Linked DNA regions of Mus musculus: region 2 is linked to region 1. The links are chromatin contacts, called in public promoter capture Hi-C maps. All regions are on one chromosome and are shown on one strand. Each heading gives the region's core, a stretch centred on a gene start, on an enhancer-like site or on the middle of the called end of the contact. The rest is flanking DNA. Distances are from core to core; before and after follow the strand shown.

Evidence for each region. Capture Hi-C pulls out chosen DNA fragments and counts their contacts.
Region 2: a contact with region 1 is called in a promoter capture Hi-C map of pancreatic islet. The contact joins two enhancer-like sites. A contact is called at or near these places in 3 of 115 datasets of contacts at active chromatin or transcription factors (SST interneurons, a beta-TC-6 cell line and neural tube) and 1 of 9 other capture datasets (pancreatic islet).

Annotation. Positions count from the first base shown.
Region 1 is chr11:36,548,182-36,551,334 of GRCm38.p6, reverse strand. All of the region lies in intron 2 of Tenm2 (teneurin transmembrane protein 2), which reads left to right. Among named protein-coding and RNA genes, the nearest start is that of Gm51889, 150 kb to the left of the region's middle. Within about 2 kb of position 1,329, at least 11 of the 459 cell types and tissues checked have an H3K27ac peak or open chromatin away from gene starts, as enhancers often do. A contact at or near this core is called in SST interneurons and pancreatic islet, where this site is marked.
Region 2 is chr11:36,676,027-36,679,027 of GRCm38.p6, reverse strand. The region is part of intron 2 of Tenm2 (teneurin transmembrane protein 2); the gene reads left to right. Among named protein-coding and RNA genes, the nearest start is that of Gm51889, 20 kb to the left of the region's middle. Within about 2 kb of position 1,512, at least 114 of the 459 cell types and tissues checked have an H3K27ac peak or open chromatin away from gene starts, as enhancers often do. A contact at or near this core is called in SST interneurons and pancreatic islet, where this site is marked.

The DNA of each region.
Region 1 (3,153 bases), core at 80-2,579:
TCTCTCTCCCCCCTCCTGACCTCCCTTCTTACCCCCCCCTTCTCTCCTTTTCTCTGTCCCACATCCTCTGTGTATGTATCCCTGCTCACACTGACTTGACAGTCCTTCCACAGAATCAGGATGGTTCCCCATCAGCTTTAGCCACTCTTCTATTTCTGTTCCAGAATATGTGTATCCACAGCCTTCCAAAAATAATCTCGTACTTCCCAAGATCGATTGTACATCTCTGCCTGCAAGCCCCTGACAGTGTCAATGGACCAGTGCCCTACATGTCATCTGATGGGTGTTTGCTTACAGAGAAAGGCTTCCAGAATGTTCTTCTTCTATGTGTGTCTGTGGGTGTGTGTAGTTTTGTGTATGTGCTTACTATGAGTGTGCACACACATATACACTCTCAGATGCGTGATGGCCAGGGTGTGCCTGTAGAAATTGGAGACCAACCTTTGGTGTCAGTTTTCACTGCCTGCCTTGACTGAAACAGGCTCTCTCTTGTTCATTGCTGAATATGGCAGCCTAGCGGGCCCATGAGCTTCTGGGGTTTCTCCGGTTTCCAGCTCCTACCGTGGACCTATGGGGTGGGGGTAGGGGGGGAATGCTAGTATTACAGATGTATCCACTACTGAGTCTCTCTCTCTCTCTCTCTCTCTCTCTCTCTCTCTCTCTCTCTCTCTCTCTCTCACACACACACACACACACACACACACACACACACACACATGGATCCTGGAAATTCGAATTGTTCAGGTTTTCCAGCATGAATAGCAATCTTTTGAGCCACTGAGCCATCTCACCAGGCCCAGAGATATTTTTGTAAAAGAATTAATAAATTACCTTTTTAAAAGTGTAAATCCTCAAAGCTGAGGATGAATCCCATGCTTAGCGATGTAAATCCGGAGGAAATGGTACACAAGACCGTCAGAGTTTGAGCTGTGATTAATGAAAACAAATGCATGTGTCTATGAAAATTTGACCTAAGTTTTTGAGATGTTTCAAATCAGAGATGGAAAATATGTCCAGTCTTTGAAATCGAAGCTCAAAGGGATTATCGGGGCGCAAACACTGGAATGTTGTGCTAAGTAGAATTTTAAGGTGTCTCCTCTAAACTCAAAGACACAGTAATCTTCTTTGTCCCTGGCTTTGCTTTCTGGGATTTTAATTTACCTAGAATGGGAAAATATCAAATGGCTACCATCTGAAAATAAGCAGTCCATAGGTTTTCACTGGTGAAATCGTGTACTGTTGTAAGTAGCATGGTGATACTGCAGGCTACCCTCTTTCTCACACCTAAGATTCGAGTCAGCCTTTTCCCGAGCTATCTACACATTAGCCACCTGTTAATCAGCCAGCAGCTGTGTCTGGGCCCAGCTGCCACCCTTGCACAGGCTTGTTCATGAGGCTGCTATCTGCAGGCTCACACCTCTACTGGGGATCTTGGAATTCATCCCCTCTCCGAGGTAAGGGGCAGGTCATTGTACATCAGCGGCATGTACAGTGACTAGCAAGCAGGGTGCTCAGTTGCTCGACATTGAAAAGAAAGGAGCGAGTTAAAAATAAAGAGGGAATCCCAGTCGTCTACTTATTTTACCTTATTTTGGCATCCAAGAATCATGTCTTGGAAACACACGCTCCATCTAGCTGCCTTCCTTTATAGATGATGCGAGCTAGGTTTTGCAGCATAAATATGCTGAGCAGGTCTCTCTGCTAGCAGAGATAGAAGCTGAACAATGCCCCGCTGATTATCTTTCTAAGAATTCTGAACCCTGCTGAGTTCATGGGGCAACATTCTTGTGCATGGCTTGCAGCTTAAGTGGGCTTCTGAATCCAGCATCCTTCAGCCAGTGGGATGAGAGAGCAGACAAGGAGTCAAGGGAAGTGTGTAGTGAGGATTTGTTTACAGCCACCCAAGCTGAGCTTTTGCTGAAGATGTTTGCCATTCAGCACAACCCTGCCCACGCCAATGCTGCTCCATGGTAGAAATTATCATTGTCTCAAATACACAAGTTTGAAAACCCAAGGCTTATGAGATTAACTAGCTTGGGAAAATCACATAGCCAGAAAAAAAAAAATGGGAGGTGCCTACCTGGGCAGAGTTAGCTCCGCCCAGCTCTGAACACACTACTTTTAAATGCAAGGAGGTGAGGACGGCTCCAGTTCTTCACAAACGGAGTAAGTGTGGAAACAGAACAGAATTTCCAAGACACTTCGTTTCTCTGAACAGATAGTACAGAAGTAGAGAGCACTTAGCCGAAAACATTTACAAAATTCCATCACGCCCTTGATGGAAAAATCAGATGAAACAGAAAGCACTCTCATAAAGTACTTTCTTAAGATAGTTTAAAAAATTGGAGTGTAAAGACAGAGGCCATGTGTGATGTATATTAAGATAGAATCTGTGAGAGCTGTAATTCTCTGGGTACTTACTCCGTGTTAGGAAAGGGACCAGCCAGTGTAGAAACACAGTCAGCTGAACAGCCAGCAGCACTTAGGGCTTCCATGTTTGAGTTGTGCCCCACACCACTCCACAAGGTACCATTCACAATAATTATAACAGGCACAAGTGGCTTCAACTGTGCAAAGGAGCAGTAGCCCTTATACCCAAGACTGACACTAGGTTCCTGCTCGCTGAAAATGTTGTGATCATAGAAAGAGAAAGAGCTATAAGAATATGTTCTGGTGGGGTGTGGGAGAAGAGGGTGCCCCAGCAGGCCCATGCCTAGGCATCCCTTCCCCCTGAGGGACTACACACACACACACACACACACACACACACACACACACACACACACACACTGGTATAGTAAGTTTATTTAGGACACGGGGAGGGGAGTTAAGAGGGTAGCAGAGGCAGAGAATGGCAAGAGTAGAGAAGCAGAGGCCGGCCATGGCCATGTGGAGAGAGGGGGAAGGGAATGGGGAGCAAGGGGGGAAGAGGCAAGAGCGAGGCAATAGCATAAGAGAGAGAGGAGGGGCCAAGCAGCCTCTTTTATCCTTGGCCAAGCCTACATGGGTGTTGCCAGGTAACTGTAGGGCGGAGCATACCAGGCTGCTGCCAGGAAATCTGGGGGTGGAGTTTAGACAGAATACCAACAGAGAATACTACCATTTAGTGAATTGAAGTATCACCCAGAGCCTCCCCCCAGAAGAGTCTTCTTT
Region 2 (3,001 bases), core at 263-2,762, 130 kb before region 1:
CCTTATAAAAGAGGTCACTGAGGGAATTTAACTGTGTAATCCTGGCCCCCGTGTGGCTAGAGGACAGTGGAAATAGAACAAAGCTCATGAGGCAGCCCTGGAAGTGATTTGAATGGGCAAATCATTTCTTTGCCACTTTGTTTTTTTTTTTTTTTTTTAAAAAATGGAGCCTCCTTTTAAAATAGTCGAGGAAGGTAGGAAGATGCAGTGTAAGTCCATGGCAAATAGTGCCTCAAAAACTCTGCCCCAGGACTCCAGAAAGCCACCAGTCATCACATTTGGAGGGAAACCAGGGAGAATTTAGGTGTGTGCGTTACAAAAAGCTTCTTCCCTAAGACCTTTCCTTCAAACACTATGTCTCCCTTTTATTGTGCCTTTCTTTCTAAAAAACTAAGGGAGAAAAATCACCTTTTAAACTTGAGCCAAGAAACACTATTTTTGCAAGTGCTAATATTTTAGGGTGGGTTCCTCTTTTTTTTTTTTTTTTTTAAGACAATTATCAAGACGAAGCATTTGTTTCTTCTTTTGTTTACCCGTGGCAGTTTGTCAGCAGTTATGGTAAGTAGACTTCCATCTGCCAGTAAAACTACATTGCAAATTGCCGTAGAAATTAGCAGCTTTCATTTTTGCCTACATAAATAAATATGCGAAATAAATTGCACACAAATGCATCCTTTAAAAAAAAAATCACAGGTACACACCGCACAGTTAAATGCCAATCAGACAAAACCAGAGACACACTGCGATTATCTCAGTTTTCAAACCTGGAAGATACACGGATGTGTTTCTAAATGAGAGAGGCCGCGGATCATGCTCGCTGAGATAAAAACAGAAGCTGCCAGACACCGCACTGTGGCTTTATTCTCAGAGTCCCCTGCCTGAAACCCCGCTCTATCTTTTCTCCGTGTGTGTATGTGCTCTCTCTCTCTCTCTCTCTCTCTCTCTCTCTCTCTCTCTCTCTCTCTCTCTCTCTCTCTCTCTCTCTCTCCTGTCTCTCCCTCTGCTCTCCCTCTCTCTCCCTCCCTCTCCCTCCATCTCTCCCTCTCCTCGCTGTCTTCCCTTGCTCATTGTTCTCTCTCCCCCTGCCTTTGATGCACATACGTTGTCACATTCCATCGACTCCTCTCTTCTCTGTTCTTACACTCAAGCCTGGCGGTGCTTTCGCCAGGCAGCAAGCAGCAGCGTCTCCTGCGAGTTTTAGTCATGTGTGCAGCTCAGCTTGATCGAGCGTTCCTTTTCTGCCTTTTCACTCTTACAAAAGATTAAAAGGTGGCGTCACATTGCTCCCCTGTTCCTTCCTGCAGGAGGGACTTAAAAGGGACAACAAAAACTAATCACTCTCAATAAGTATTTTTCTTGCTGGCAAAAAAATAAATAATAATAAAGAAAGGAAAGGAAAGAAAAAAGAAAAAAATAAATAGAAAGGAAAGAAGGCAGAGAAGGGGAAAGGCGAGGGGGTGGACTTAGCGGTGGTGTAATTTGAGCCCGTGGTGAGGATTGGAGCGAGCTAGCGATGCTGCACACTGCTAACAAGGGAAGGAAGCCTTCAGCTGAGGCAGGTAAGAGCGCCGAGCCGATCGGAGGGTTTGACCGAGTGGCTTAGTTAAATTTCTGTTTTCACCGGTTTTATAATTGAGAAAGGCATCTGCAGCAGAAGCCGATTTTTCAGTCGGCTTCCTTTTGTTTAACATAGAAAGTACCTGTATTAATTTTGATGAATTAGAGCATGCAGCAAATTCAATTGAAAATAGATTTGTATAGTAAATGCATTTATATGGAATGATTTTTTTCCTCCCTTTTATTTAAGGGGAGAGATGAGAAATATGATTTTGATCAGAATAGCACTTTGCATTACGTTAAATTCTAAACAGCTAAGGGAAGGGGGAAACATAATTCAATTGATACTGTTTTTGAACTCCAGGACTTAAGCCCTGGGAAGACAGATGGTATTTGAAATTTTTTCCTCTTTCTGAACTTCTGATGCGTTATAATAATTTCTCACCGGAGGTATCGGCAAAGGGCAGAGTTTATTTAAGTCTGGCTGCTTGGGTGTGTTTGGCTTGGCTCTTGTGGGTGAGGCGCATCTCGAATCTCCTGAACCTGAGGCAGGTTGACGGTTTCTAAATGGAGACTAAGTGTTGTCCCAAATGAAATATGAACTTAAAACATCAGGTGAGGGCACGCCTTAGAGAGGCATCCAGTAAATAATTAGGAGAACCGAGTTATGACAGTTTGGAGGGGGAGTTAACTCTGGAAGTGCTGTTGGATAAAGCTTTCTGGATTCGAGACCCCCTTAATGGCAGAGGGGGCTAATTAGAGACTCAAGTGGGAACTTTGATTTAAGCCCCCAAATCTAGGATACCTGTAGTGCTCTTCTAGAGGTAGCTTTAGGTGGACATTCCTTTTGTGCGCTATGAATGGGAACTCTGGATTGTATCTGGTGGCATTTCTCCTTTGACAAGCTCGGGGATGACGCTTTAAAGGGCTCGTATCTATTTTCACGGTGAACAAACAGAGACTATGCTCTATCCTTGAATCATCTCTCAGCACAGGGTGTTTGTGGCCGCAGATGTTGTTTTTAAAGTTTGGGCTATTTGCTGTTAATCTCACTTTTGGTGGATTTTGTTTTCATTGCCTCTGCTGTTAAAAAAAAAAAAAAAATGAAATTGTGACCGGCATGAATGAACTGATATTTGAGAATGGAGAAATATAATACAAATAAGCCAACTTTTGAAATTAAGCGTGACCAGAAATCTGAGTCCTATCCAGGTTTTTGACAAGCGTTACCCGACGTATTTAAGTTGGTTTTTAAATTACCTTGGTGGGCATAGGGGAAGTTCCTTACAAGTGTGCTGTTTGATTAAAGAGAATGCTTCCTGGGAAGGGAATATGGAAAGGTGATGGCCGTGCCTCTAGGCTTGGCCCTAGGAAAAACTGCCCTTCTATGGCTCTGTGGAGTTCAGTGAGCACAGAAAGATAGTATTTCACACATTTGTGTCGT